Regions from separate parts of the Macaca mulatta genome. Here region 2 is linked to region 1. A link is a contact called in public Hi-C data. All regions are on one chromosome and are shown on one strand. The core of a region is the stretch at or near the end of the contact, and the rest is flanking DNA. Distances in the headings are between cores, read along the strand shown.

Region 1 (7,051 bases), core at 3,298-5,797:
ACTCATTCTTGTCTCAAACTCTCCTAATTATGTTTCTTGTCCTATTTACAAAAGTAGGGGGGAGAATAAGTAGTGGTACAGGAAACATTCTTAGCAACCTTCTCTAGATAGGAGGTGATATGGTTTGAATGTATAACCGCTCCAAAACTCATGCTGAAATGTGGCCTACAGTGTTGGAGGTGGGGCCTAATGGGAGGCACTTGGGTCATGGGGTGGATCCCTTATGAGTGGCTTGGTGCCCTCCCCACAGTAAAGAGCTCATACGAGCACTGGTTGTTTTTAAAAGAGCCTGGCATCTCTCTAGCTCCCACTTCCGCCTTGTGATACACCTTCTTCCCCCTTGATTGGAAGCTTCCTGAGGCCTCAACAGCAGATGCTGGCGCCATGCTTTCTATACAGTCTGCAGAACTGTCAGCCAAATAAACCCCTTTTCTTTATAAATTACCCAGTCTCAGGTATTTCTTTATAATAACAAGAAATAGACTAACACAGGTGGTCATGAGAGCACCTTCCTGAAGCAATGTCATCATGTCCAAGACTCTCCTTGCTGGAAGGTATGAAAGAATATTTCCGGCCCATACTGTGGGTTCACTGCCATCTCCTGTTCAATCATGCAGGCTGAGTGGAAATAGCCCTGGACTTGGGAGTCACAAAAGCGGGCTACAGTGCTGTCATTAGATAGCCATGTAGACCTAGGCAAGACCTTATCTGTTTTTTATTTTTATTTTTTGAGATGGAGTCTCATTCTGTCACCCAGACTGGAGTGCAGTGGTGCAATATCGGCTCACTGCAAGCTCCACCTCCCGGGTTCATGCCATTCTCCTGCCTCAGCCTCCTGAGTAGCTGGGACTATAGGCGCCTGCCACCACGCCCGGCAAATTTTTTGTATTTTTAGTCAAGACAGAGTTTCACCATGTTAGCCATCTTATCTGGTTTTAATTCCTTTCCCTATGAGCAGGTTAGATACTAATCACTGGAAGTCTTTAGAGTCTTTCCAATTCTATGATTCTATTAGATGGATGGAGCTTATAGGGAAGCTGGGAAATTAGGTAGAGGGAAGGAAAGGAAGAGTTGAATTTCTTTCTTCCCTTGGCTTTTATCCCAGTGAGCAAATGACTTGTACACAAGAGGCCACAATTCAGACAAGGAGATAAAGTTGAGTCATTAAAACCACAAGCTGACTCAACCATGGGCCTGAAATAGCAGCTGTAATACAATCACATGGATTCTTCCCCTTGACACTTAAACCATTGTTCTCCCACACCCTGCGGGTCACAGCAGTTTACATGTTGCTTTTAATGAACCAACCCTGATAGTAACTCTCCTCTTCCAACTCCTCAATGAGTCTTTGTATACTGGTCACTCCCCCAGGTCTCCAGAGACCGGAAGAATTTAACATTCCTTTAAATTCTAGGGAAAAAGCTAGTGTCTTTGAATAGGGACAGCTGTCTCTCTGGAAAAAAGGAGGGCTGTGAGGCAGATATGCTCCACAGTGCCTCTGTTTTTTTAGCTCAAAGCAATCAGCCAGGAGGAATAGTCAGAGACAGCCAGGCAAGGGGTGGAACAGCCAAATCCAGTAGCCACACAGAGAAACCTATAGCCAGTGGAACCTTTGTATTTTGAAAATGGGGCCGTCTAAGTCCAGCCTCTCTCTCCTCTTCTCCTCTCAATCCTGTTGTCACTGCACAAAAAAATATTAGAGCTGGAAGGGACTCTGGAGACCATTCATTCTAGTCCAATTCTCATTTTATACCTGAGAAACTGTGTCCCAGAAACATTAAATGACTTGCTTAGGATAACACAGACAGCATCCCAACTAGATATGACTTTAGGAGTTTTGATCCCTACCTACCCTGTGTTCTTTGTAGTCTACTCTGATGGCTATCCTCCTGTTTATGTTTAATGTGAGGCCACATCACATCACTTTACATGATGTGAAAGCACCAAGGTCTAAAGAGTTACCGGAATAACTCCAAGATATATTCAAGTGTATTTAGTGAACCCAGAGCCTAGAAAGATAAGCTTATAGGCTAGAGCCACTTAAAATATATGTAATTGTCATTTTACCTACTTTCCAATTTAATATCTCCTAGTATAAGTCTCCTCCTATTCCCTCTGGCATGGGAGAGAGTACTTTGACTAATTCAGGTCCTCTGCTGGAAGGTTAGGTTCCAACAAAATTCCTCCTTCCTCCACCTGTGAGTTCTGATTTTCCGTTTGGAAAGAAGTAAGAATGGGGCTTCCCCAGCAGAGGGAAGCCACTGATGTCTGGTTACCTGTGTACAGGAAGCATCTGGGATTCTAGTATAGTTCCACAGGAAGATTAGCCTTAAAAGGGAATTCCCCACCAAAAGTCTGATGCAGGCACTTAGCTGACGGGGTCAAAAAAAACCCAGTAAGATGCAATGTATTTTTGTAAGGCTAGAAATGCTTAATGTTAAGGCCACATCACCTTATGTGGTCAGTAGGAAATAATGTTGTAAGAACCTATAAGATGAAATACAGGAGTAAGGGTACCTCTAGCTGTACTCTCCTTGCAAACACCTATCTGTAAGACTAAACACTAGCCCAGAGAGTACTCAGCTCTTCATATCCACTTCTCCTCCCCTTTAGAAAGCCTGTACTCAGAGAATGCCAGAAAATGGATAAGAACTTTGACTCGGGAGCTTTCAGTTTGGGGAACATTCTGAAGTCATACAAGAGAGCCCTCAGAAGGGAGTATCACTCTGGTTATTCAGAGTATAAGTAGAAATGGGCAGTCAGCCATTACAGATGAAACTCACAGTGATGGAAACAGTTGGGCCAGGATACTGAGTTTATATAGGCTAGCATGCTCTAAGGTCCCCCTTTCCAGGCTGTGGCAGGTACTAGAGGCCCTACAGATACCACTAATAGCTGAGCACTGGCCAAAGCAAGCTGTGTAACTCCTTCTATTTACAATAATCTCAAAGTAAAACTCACTATCAAATGGTCCTACACAATGCAACAGCCAAGAAATAGGGAATATAGATTTAAGTCCCTCTGAAGTAGAAACCTTTAAATGATGCCTTTTTTGTAATTCCCACTCTTCAAATTAGAAAAGAAGCTACCACTCCTAGCCTCAAAAGACCTTCACTAGACACAATGGTGCAGGTCAATTCCACATGAGGGGCAGCCTTGGCTATACCTTCTTTTGAATTAGTCTCCTGGCCACTTTAAGATTCCCTCAGGGGGAACTTACTCATTAATCTTTTCCCATACTAATACCTAGATCATTTGTCCTAGCTCTTTTTAGAATCTCTAGCTCAATGTAATCCACTTAGATCTTCCAAAAGATGTGAAAGGAGATTGCAGGGCAGTGATGGGGGAAAGGCAAGGGCAACAGAGGCTAACTGCACTCAAGGAAAAGGTAGTTTTCAGTCACGGCATAATCCTTCAATAGAGATGCTCCTCTATATTTTTCTGTCTGGGAATAATGATGCCTAAACCTCTCTACAAAATTGTATACTTTCTATTATTAGTTCTCTCTATGTATGCCTTCTGCTTGTGAAGTCCAGAGTACGGACTCTGACTTATTTTTAATTTGAATTTCAATCTATACCTAATATACATTTTGTATTTAGATCAACTTTTGTTCATACACACAAATGCCCACTCAAATCCCTGTGTCCTGCAGCTCAGTTCTTTTGTTCCAAATATCGGCTTCAAGAGTGGGGAGAAATGTGGCATAATCCAATGTAACTGATTTACTGTCAGCCCTTTAAACTTGTTTTCTAAGTCGCTACTCTGTAACATGGGAAGAAGAGGACTAGATAATCCGTTCTGGATGCAGGGATTAAAAAGATGCTTAGAACATCATTATTTGCTCTTCAGCCTCAGACTGGCAGGAGTAGAGAGCCCTCACCCACTTCGACACCCAGGATGAGCTCCATGTGCTTACTTACCTTGACGGGGCCCTCTCTTCCGTCGGAATGCTGCACCTGACTGCAGGGCTTCTAGAAGACTGTCCATCACACCTGTCTCATCACCCTCTGTTATAAAGAACAAGATGGAGATGTGAACTCTTCGGCCAGAGCAGCATGGCAAATACCAAGCCCCACACAAAATGCATGGCTATTGCTCTCTCACAGCAGCTGGCAGCTAAGAAGAGACAAAGAGAGCTCAGCCTTAAGTCTCACAAGTTCATGTTTACTTGTATCTGCTTACAAATGGTTAAAACAAAAGATCTCATTGCCTAGTATCCAATGCAAACCTTGGGATATCTTCCCGCAATGCCATCCTCCCCACCCCAATCAGGACTAGCAACAAAATTATAGAACTGCCCAACTCCAAGACCAGGATAAGTAAAGACTATGACTGTGAAATTAGTCAGCAACTATATCACTCCCTCTTTATCCTAAAGTGTTTCGCCTGGTTAGGTCTCAGAGCAGGGCTGAGGAAAGACCACTGATCAAAGAGTACACTTCCCTGAAGTACTGCCTCCAGTGGCTAAGTCTTCCTGATGTCTAAGTCCTCTGCATCTAAGAGGAGCAGCCTGGCTGGAACACAAAGAGTTAATGTAAAATCTTTGTTCTAGCCGGCTCGGTTTCCATGGCAACAGCTTAGGATAGTGAAATCTGAAACTGTGAAATCCCAAAATGCCCATAGGCTGCCAGTTCCAAGGCTGGGGCTCACTGCTCCCAGCACCACCTGCTGGCTGAGCATCACCACTGCAGCTGACCTACATTCCACCCTCATTGACCCAGGTACTGGAAACTGGGCAAGGTCCATTACGCCGCCTGTTGACCCGGTGCAGCCCTCATCCCACATGTCAGCGGGACTCCACCTTCCCCCACTGCATCCTAGCCAGTACCTGGGGGCAAACCCTGGAGTCCCAGGGGAAGGTGAAGGATACTTGGTGTGGGCTTTAATAGCATTACAAAGTTGTGGCTTACAACTAAGGGCAAGGAAATTGCTTTCCAGAAAAGCATAAAGAAAAGTCCCTGGTAGCAAGAGGTATCAGAGCAGCCCTTGTGTCCGTGGTCTGTAAAATACTGATTCCTAACAAACTCAGCAGCTCTGTGAACACCTCTTCATTTGCAGAAGGCTCGTGGCCCCTCAGGTTCGGAGGAGGGTGGTATCAGCTCAGTGCTGTGTGAGCAGCGTATGCTGTATTTCCGCTGCCCACAGAGAGAGCAGTGGGGGCGAAGGGGTAGGGAATCTGCAGCAGGAAAGAAGCAGAGACAGGAAACAGAGGGCCAGTAATTGAAACCATATGTTTCAACAAAGACATGCTTCTGGTAGTGAAATAGAGATTCTGCTGAAAAAAGAAGAGGGTGACCGACTCCCCACCCCCTCCAAAAGTTCAATCCATTTACAGTCTAATTGTGTATACAACTGGGCTAAGGTACTAGGGACACAGTACTTTGTGAAATAGGCAGAAAGGGAAGACACACCACAGTTAAAAGATGGGAGGAGCGTCAGGAAAATATTTTAAAGAAAAAAAACCCAAAAGATTTAGTGGAGGGAATGAGAACAGGCCAGAAGAACCTTTGGACGGACAGAAGGAAAACAGTATATATCACAGCAATACCACAATCACGGGGGAATGAGAGAGAACACAAGAGCCAGCAAAGGACAGAAAAGGTAAAAGTTTTACCAGGGCAAGTTGGAATGTGCATTATCTGAACTGGGGTTAAAGTCCGGCATCGGGATCTCGGAGGTAGAAGACTGCCAAAAATCATTTGCCAGGAGGTGAGCTCAGACATAAGACTGCCTCTAGACTCTTAGGCAGAGAAGTCTTCCAAACATTCCTATCTCAACCCATCAACCCATCTTCACGCCTCACCTGCATTCATGTCTATGAGTTGCTCTCTCTTCTGCTGCTTCTCTAGCCGCTCCTTCTCTGCCTTCTCCTTGGCTAGTTTTGCTCGCCTCATCTTTTCTTCTGTCTCCCGCCGCTTCTGGTTCTCCTTGACTGCTTGCTGGGGCAAGGAAGGGGAGGAAGGAACACATGGGCATTGTACACCTACTACCAGCCAACAGGAACCCAGGGAAAGTGAGAAATGCCCACAAAAGATTCAGTCAGCAAGAATCCCTTGCTCACCAAAAACATATTCCGAAAATTGTGAAGATCCATGAAAAATTCTTCAACAGATAACTTCTTGGGGTCAAAGAGGAAGTAATCGCCCAGCTCCTTATAGAGGGTCTCCATGTTAGAATGCATCATCCGCAGCTTGTTATACTGTTCCTGTGCATCCTTTACAAAGCTGTGCGGCCAAGGAGTAAAGGACCAAGACCAAGAAGCAGACCCACTTCTCTAGCCCAAGGAATTACTCAAAGATAAGTACTGGCATGCAAAAGCATGTTCAATACAGCACTGTTTATAACAGCAAAAACCAAAGCCATGTAGGTAGCCTAAATAGGGGACTAATAAAATGAACTATGGTACACCTATAAAAAAGAAGGTGGCAGTTTAAAAGGGTTTTTTTTTTTTTTTTTTTTCCTGTTTTTGTTTTTTTTGAGACAGAGTCTTGCTCTGTTGCCGGGTTGGAGTGCAGTGGCACAATCTTGGCTCACTGCAACCTCTGTCTCCCGGGTTCAAGCAATTCTCCTGCCTCAGCCTCCCGAGCAGCTGGAACTACAGGCGCCCACCATCACGCCCAGCTAATTTTTTTGTATTTTTAGTAGGAATGGAGTTTCACCATGTTGACCAGGATGGTCTCAATCTCTTGACCTAAAAGGGGGTTTTCGATAAATACTATTATGGAAACATAGCCAAGACATATTATGTGCAAAACACAATACAATGCAGTTTTTGTTTAAAATAAATGTATGAGGTGCAAATCAGAACGAAGTCCAGTGGCAGTGGTTACCTTTGGGGAGGGGAAGGAGAGGGAAGCCTGTGTGAGTGTGTGTAGTGGAGATGGGGTACAGGCAGGGGAGTCGGGAGGACTTTTATCATTGATCTGCATGGTTTGCTTCCACTCCACAACAATGGAATGCTCTCAGGAACTATGCAGCCTGGGCAACAAAGTGAGACCCCGTCTCTAAAGAAAAAAGGTAAAAAAAAGTTTAGCTGGGCCTGGTGGCA
Region 2 (7,051 bases), core at 2,188-4,687, 35 kb after region 1:
ACTGACCAAATTTAATATCCATTCAGAATAAATAGTCTTAGCATACTAGAAATAGAAGAAACTTCTTTGACAAACTGTATATATATCAAAAGCTACAGGCAAAACCCTTCAGGACAGTGGATACTGTGAGTTGGGGTGGAGGTTCAGTTGTAACTGGAAGGGGGCATAAAAAAGGGAATCTGGCCGGGCGCGGTGGCTCACGCCTGTAATCCCAGCACTTTGGGAGGCCGAGATGGGCGAATCATGAGGTCAGGAGATCGAGACCATCCTGACTAACACGGTGAAACCCCGTCTCTACTAAAAATACAAAAATTAGCCAGGCGCGGTGGCGGGCGCCTGTAGTCCCAGCTACTCGGGAGGCTGAGGCAGGAGAATGGCGTGAACCCGGGAGGCAGAGCTTGCAGTGAGTGGAGATCGCGCCACTGCACTCCAGCCTGGGAGACAGAGCAAGACTCCGTCTCAAAAAAAAAAAAAAAAAAAAAAAAAAAAAAAAAAAAAAAAAGGGAATCTTGGTCTCAGACCTTGATTACATAAATGTAAATTTCCTTTTTAATTTTTTGAAATTTAATGCTGTATAATGAGTTGTACACTTCGACCTGAAATAAAGAACTAAGATACACACACACATCACCCTCTGATTACAACCATGTAAATGCTATATATACATCACAGGCAAAGACTACAAGGGAATATGAACAAATTAAAACAGTTTGATTTGTTAACATAGTGTGATAATGTAACTGTGTAAATTTTAAAAACTGTCACCAACCAGGAAACTGTGAGAAAGGCAAGATAGATATGGCTCAGGGCACCATCTATTGTATTTTCATATCCTTAGACAGGTAGGCCTGGTTCAACTTTGACGGTGGGTTGGGAAGAACTCCCACTGACAACCAGTAGTAAAGACAGGCAGTCAAATGTAGAACCCATAGAATGGTTCCACTTGCCGCCTTCCCAGCCTTCTTACAGGAATGGTGCACTAATTAATCATCCAGATATTAAAGCACCTAATATACAACCTTATCAATGCTTGGGTTCCAGCCCCCATTTTCACAAGAGCAAAGATGAGGAGTCCAGAACAAAGGCCTCCTGCTGTCCCTCATCCTAAAAACAACATCAAGGGCTGAGTAATTTCAATTTACAGAATTGTGTGAAATAAGGGACCAAAATAGGTGGGTATAGATAGCACCTTAGCACAAAGGAAAAGAGGAAAATTTTATCTGCAAAGGCTGTGACTCTCAACAGACAATAGTAGAAAAGAGAGACCCTTACACCTAGCTATGGGGTTAAAAAGTGGCTGTGCCAGGTTCCGTACTTCTAGCTGCTACAATCCTGACCTTTACAGCAGATTCTAAACCCTTTGCTAGTGGGAACTAGAACTTCCAAACTAGACATGGGGCCAATCTAGTCTCCACAGACCAGACTCTATGAGTGTCCTGCCAGCCTTGCCAAGAAGCCAGACCCTGCTAATTCCCTTCTATTATCTGTGCCCTCCCTTGGACAAGGGAATAGACTGCTTGCTGTGGCTGCTAAAGTCAGAGTCACTGACCCATTTCAGAAGGGGGAGAAGAATATTAAGCAAGAACTTTCATCTGATCATTTGCATCTAAGTCAGTCTCAGGGAGTATCTCCAAAAAGGTCAAGGGGAGGAGTAGCGATATTATAATCCTGAAGCCATAAAGGACTTTTCACCACATCCCCCCCACCCCAAAACAGTATTATACTTTTTCTTTCTGTAAAAGTCCGTGAAATGCTCTTAATTCATTGAGTCTTACCAAGGAGAAAGCTGCTACTTAAGTAAAAAAAGTATTTGGGAAAAAAAAGCTAATACTCTAGAATCACCATAGGGATGCAGCTATTAAACAGTGGCCAAACACAGTTGTCCCAACGCTTAAAAGCTCTCCTTTAATTCTTAGAACAGGTAAGGTCCACTTCTATGACCATGTACTCTGTTGAAGGCAGTGTGCAAACTTTTGTCAAGACTTTGGGTAACTGATTATCACGTCAGGAGAAAAGTTAAGAGTCCAGTCCTTTCTCCCTCTGAAGGTGGCAGGGCATTGCTCCTTCACTTTGTCTCCAATAGCTTCTGGGGGAAATCCTAAAGAGAGGCTCTGCTCTGGCAAGAAGGGAAGTGTGGCTTTGCATCTTCTCAGTCCCAATCTGAAAGATCTTTTTATTATTTATTTATTTATTTATTAAAATGGAGTCTCACTCTGTCACCCAGGCTGGAGTGCAGTGGTGCAATCTTGGCTCACCACAAACTCCGCCTCCCGGGTTCAAGCGATTCTCCTGCCTCAGCCTCCCGAGTAGCTGGATTCTAGGCGCGCGCCACCAGGCCGAGCTAATTTTTGTATTTTTAGTACAGATGAGGTTTCGCCATATTGGCCAGGCTGGTCTCGAACTCCCAACCTCAGGTGATCTGCCTGCCTTGGCCTCCCAAAGCGCTGGGATTACAGGCGTGAGCCACCGCGCCCGGCAGATATCTTCTTTTTAAAATAAATTAAGTCTATAAATAAATTGCCAAATAAAAAATAAAAGGGAGACAGCACAAGAGAGAACCTATAGAGACATCAACCAACTGCAATGTGCAGACTTTATTTGGCTCTGATTCAAATGAACTATTAAAAAAAAAACAACTATCATAAGATAATTTGCAAAATTTAACACTAACAGGCTATCTGATATTAAAGAATTTTTTAGATGTGATAATGGCAGTAATTATCTTCTTTTAAAAGTCCTAATTTTTTTGACACACATTCTGAACTACTTAAGGATTAAATAATATGAACAAGGATACATGTAAAAAAAATGGGTGGCAAGGACAAAGTTGATACAGGTATATGAAACAAGACTGGCTGTTGATAAGTTTTTTAAACGGGTGATGGACACAGGGGTGTTCATTCTAGTCTCTTTACATATATGTGTGTATGTATGTGTGCATTTTTTTCATTGTTTCAAAAATAAAATTAAAAGAAAAAATTCAAGATCATTTCCCTTGAGTCATCGGGGCATTTGATTCTTCCCAGACAGCTAAGTAAAAGGGGTTCCTTTTCCTCTTCTTTATTTGGGGTTATCTTTTCTTCTTATCTGATCCTACAATTAAGAATACTGCCCTAAACATCTCTGTAGCAAAAACACCTAAACCCAGGCTTACAGTCTAGATGAGGCAGAGGGGATGCCCTGGCCTGCTGCCTCAAAAGCTAGCACCCTGTCACTGTTAGTAGGTGTCCAGCAGCCAAACCATTTTGCTCTGTGCTCTGCTGGTAGGGACTTGCCGCATCGATTGTTCAGGATGCAGGCAGCCTGCAGCAAGGTGTGTCCCTGATGAGCAACTGCTGAGTAAAAGAGTACGTAGCTGTGCCTCAGCCAGTCTCCCTCCCTCTGCAAACCAGACTCCTCCTTTGCCTAACTCTTTTTTTTTTTTTTTTCCTGCGTCACAAATACAAAATGGAGTTAGCTGGGAGCAAAAACAATCTGTCTAAAATGGCTGAATGCAGTAGGGAGTGCCAGACAGTAAAGTAAAGGGAAAGGGCACCCCCTGGCGTCCAAGACAGGGAGCCTATTTTATGTTCTTCACTACTTTTGCATGTCAAACCAATCAGTCCTACAGAGTCCAAGTTAATTTTGTCACAAATCTTGATACTGAACTCTAAAATTCAAAGAATAGAAACTGAGGCACAAGAAGGGAAAATAATTTTCAGTCTCTAAAGACAAAGGGCACAAGTCAACAGCCCTGAGTCCCAGTTACTGCTTGGTTATGATCAGTAATAGTTTCTAGGAGACAACAGAACGGAAGGGAGGTCCTTTTATAGTACATGATTCCCCAGCTTCAATAATGGACTAATGACCCCCGGAATCCCACCGCTATAGCCTTCACTTCCCCAGGAATTCCTGTTGCAGGCATCTCTCAATGAAGACCACAAACAGGAAATGGAGGAGTGGGGAGTTGCCTGACATCCTGGAAACTATGTTCTTAAGAACTGCAGGTGGGAGTAAGTAAGTGGGATAGAAAAATGGGCTTTTCAAAAACACTGTTGAGAACACAGACTGACTCTAAAGCCAGTTATATCCACAGGGCTGGAAGACAGGCTGAGCTATAATGCAGCTCCACCTAACCTCACTCACTTACTCAGGACCAACACCTTACTTGCTCTGCCCAAGATAAAGCCTGCAGCATTTGTACCTATTCTACAGGGAACACCCTCCATTATCTTTATCTGATGCTACACCTCCCTTGAGTAAGCCAAGTACCTATGACAAAAAAGAACATGTAAGAAAGGTGGAAAAAACAGAAACATCTGGAAAAACTTGTGGGTGCAAGTCATTAATGGTTGCCACTACTTAAAGGAGGCTGCACAAATATGCCAGTTTATCCAACGTCTCTAAAGATAATGGCAACACATACAACACAGGTACACAAAAATCACAAGATGTTAAAAAATATATATATAGCATCACTGTATTTTTCTCTGAAGAAATAGGGTCTTTGTGGAAGAATCCTAGATTTCTCAGGCATATGTGAAAGATCAGAACACTTAATAATCTCTCTAGGAAATAACTTCCCGTGAGGGTAACATAGCTATAAAATTTCCAAGTTCACCTAGCATACAATAAGCCATGTCTATTAAGCACTACATCAACTCTCTAATTCTGGGAAGAGGAGAGAGTAAGAGGGTCCCATCAGGTGTTAATGTCAGAAGCTGCCCAGATGCAGAACTTCTAATTTATATTCTTCATGGTTGTAATACACATAAGGGATAGATTCAGCACTTTAAAACAATCACTAAGCTATACATTATAGATGGAAAAAATATGCCAACCGAATAGCAGTTATCCCTGCCCAAAGGTAACCATATCACTGATATCTTGGCCAAAATATACAACTATCTGCAAAATCCCACAGAACTAGACCATCACAGATGTGCAAGCTGTAAGGAGGGATAGGGCAAACTGGCATTAATGAACAAACCTAAAGGACAAGAACAGAGCCAGACAGAAGCCCAAAGGAAGAACCAGATGCTGAGAATTACAAAGAAGGGGACAGATCTAAGTCTGGAAGGGTAGCAGAAAAACAGTATTAAAAACCTGGGCACTTCACCAAGCACTTGGTCTTTCCAATAATATAGTCATTGAGTTTCCCACAGATACTTTCCCAGCACACCCAGGATGGTGACTCAATTAGGGAGTGCTAAAAAGAGGTCTGCTTCTGGGATGTGGGTGTGGAGGGACTAGAAGGACAGGCACTATCCCAAGCAAGGACTCAGGTATGTCAGCAGAGAGATATGACAAGTTTATGCAAGGAAACAATAGCCTAGAAGGCAGAAGAAAAGGCATTAAAATAAGATACTAGGAATAAAACTCTTCTCCTGGATTAAAAAATGTTTTATTATGGGAAAAATTAAACTTACAAAAACAGAACAATTAATCCCCACGTATACATCACTCAGTTTCAACAGTTATTCACTGGTGACCAATTCTGTTTCATCTATACCTCAACACACTTCTAAATCCCAAATATGATCCGCAATTATTTCTGTACGCATCTCTAAAAGATGATGACTTTTTAAAAAATGCGAAGAAACCATGATGACACTAATTTCCAGTTGTCTCAAATGTCAAGTGTTTTGTATAGTTCATTTGGTTGGATCGAGATCTAAATAAGTTCCATATACTGTACTGGTTGATAAAATTTAAAATTCTCTCTTAATCTTTATGTTCCTTTCCATCTCATTTTTTCCCCTGAAATTTATTTGATGAAGAAATCAGGTCACTAATCACCGGTAAAAAGCAAGAAGCACTAGCACATCAGTGACTTTACACAGTCAGTCACTGGAAGCAAGCACCTGAGGTTTCTCTCAACATGTCTGCGTTCTTGCCACTCTCTTTCACTAAGTGCTGGATTCTGAGTCCAATATATCTAGGCTCAAATTCTGGCTTGGTGTTTACTTGCTATAGAATCTTAATAAGCAAAGGACATGTTAATTCTCTATTTTATATCTCTCAATTATAAAACAAAGGTAATACCAATTACGCATTATGGAAATAATGTTTTGATAATTGGAAATAATAGGTGATAATTCCCTGTCATAAATCTGACATTAAATAGGTATTCATAATTTAAGACTGAATGAGAAGGCAAAGTACCTTCATCTTTTTTTTAGGTGCTCCAGATCAGTTTTAATATCTGCTGTGTCTCACCCACGCTAATCTAAATAAATACTGAGTAAACTGCAGATTTCTAAACCATTCTCCATAACAAAGGGTGCTAGAAATACCCTCTGTTTTATTCAGGGTTGGGAAGGGAAGTAACATGGCAAGCGCAGAACAAAGAGAACAGATGGAATAAACACCCAGCCCCCAGCCTGAGCCTGCAGAGACAGCTGCTGGTTTTCGTCATACTGCTGTTTTTTTCCCTTCTTTGTTCCTGAGGTGGAAGCCAGGAAAGGGTGGGGAAAGAGGAGGGGGGAAGGGGTGGAGATGGGAGGGCCGCCATCTCTGTTACTGAAAGTCACCTGATCTTCTCCTCCAATCCCTAGTCTCTGACCTCACCATCTGGAACCTGAGCCAAAATAGCTCAACTGCGCTCACTCCGTGGCCGAAAAGAAAAATGCAAGCAGAATAGGAAAAACGGGAAATTCCTGGGAAGGATTTTTGCAGTTTTTCCTGCTAAGAGAAATGCAAACACACACACAGGAGAGTGCCGTATCTTCCCATATTAATAGATCTAAAAGAAGAAATCACTGGCTCTAACAAGAGTTGGGATTATTATAGGATCAGGAGTTAAGAATGGTACCATCCCATCTTGCAGAAATGGGGTTACCAGTGCTCTTCTGTTATATCACTGGGGTCCCTTGCGGTACTTAGAAGTGAAAAGTTGTTTTTTTTTTTTTTTTATATTGGAATCTGTTTTTTTAAAAAGAAACTGTTAAGAGTGAAGTAAAGGATGCTGTTACTTGCTTTATAGAACTGAATGCTAGTACTTGGCTTGGCAGACGAAATCTCAGGTCCAAGTACTTTTAGAAATCTAAAAGTGCTCTAGAATCTTCTCCAA

What was found. Hi-C and Micro-C count contacts between places; a contact is called where the count stands out from the background.
Region 2: a contact with region 1 is called in a Hi-C map of fetal cortex germinal zone, with 3 times the contacts expected there. The contact joins two enhancer-like sites. A contact is called at or near these places in 4 of 14 Hi-C or Micro-C datasets (cortical neurons, fetal cortex germinal zone, fibroblasts and 1 more).

Annotation. Positions count from the first base shown.
Region 1 is chr6:150,361,419-150,368,469 of T2T-MMU8v2.0, forward strand. It overlaps DIAPH1 (diaphanous related formin 1), which reads right to left. Exons shown (of 26, transcript XM_077937193.1): 23 at 6,065-6,227; 24 at 5,807-5,942; 25 at 3,924-4,010. Among named protein-coding and RNA genes, the nearest start is that of DIAPH1, 97 kb to the right of the region's middle. Within about 2 kb of position 4,548, at least 14 of the 40 cell types and tissues checked have an H3K27ac peak or open chromatin away from gene starts, as enhancers often do. A contact at or near this core is called in fetal cortex germinal zone, where this site is marked.
Region 2 is chr6:150,397,359-150,404,409 of T2T-MMU8v2.0, forward strand. The region is part of intron 16 of DIAPH1 (diaphanous related formin 1); the gene reads right to left. Among named protein-coding and RNA genes, the nearest start is that of DIAPH1, 61 kb to the right of the region's middle. Within about 2 kb of position 3,438, at least 28 of the 40 cell types and tissues checked have an H3K27ac peak or open chromatin away from gene starts, as enhancers often do. A contact at or near this core is called in fetal cortex germinal zone, where this site is marked.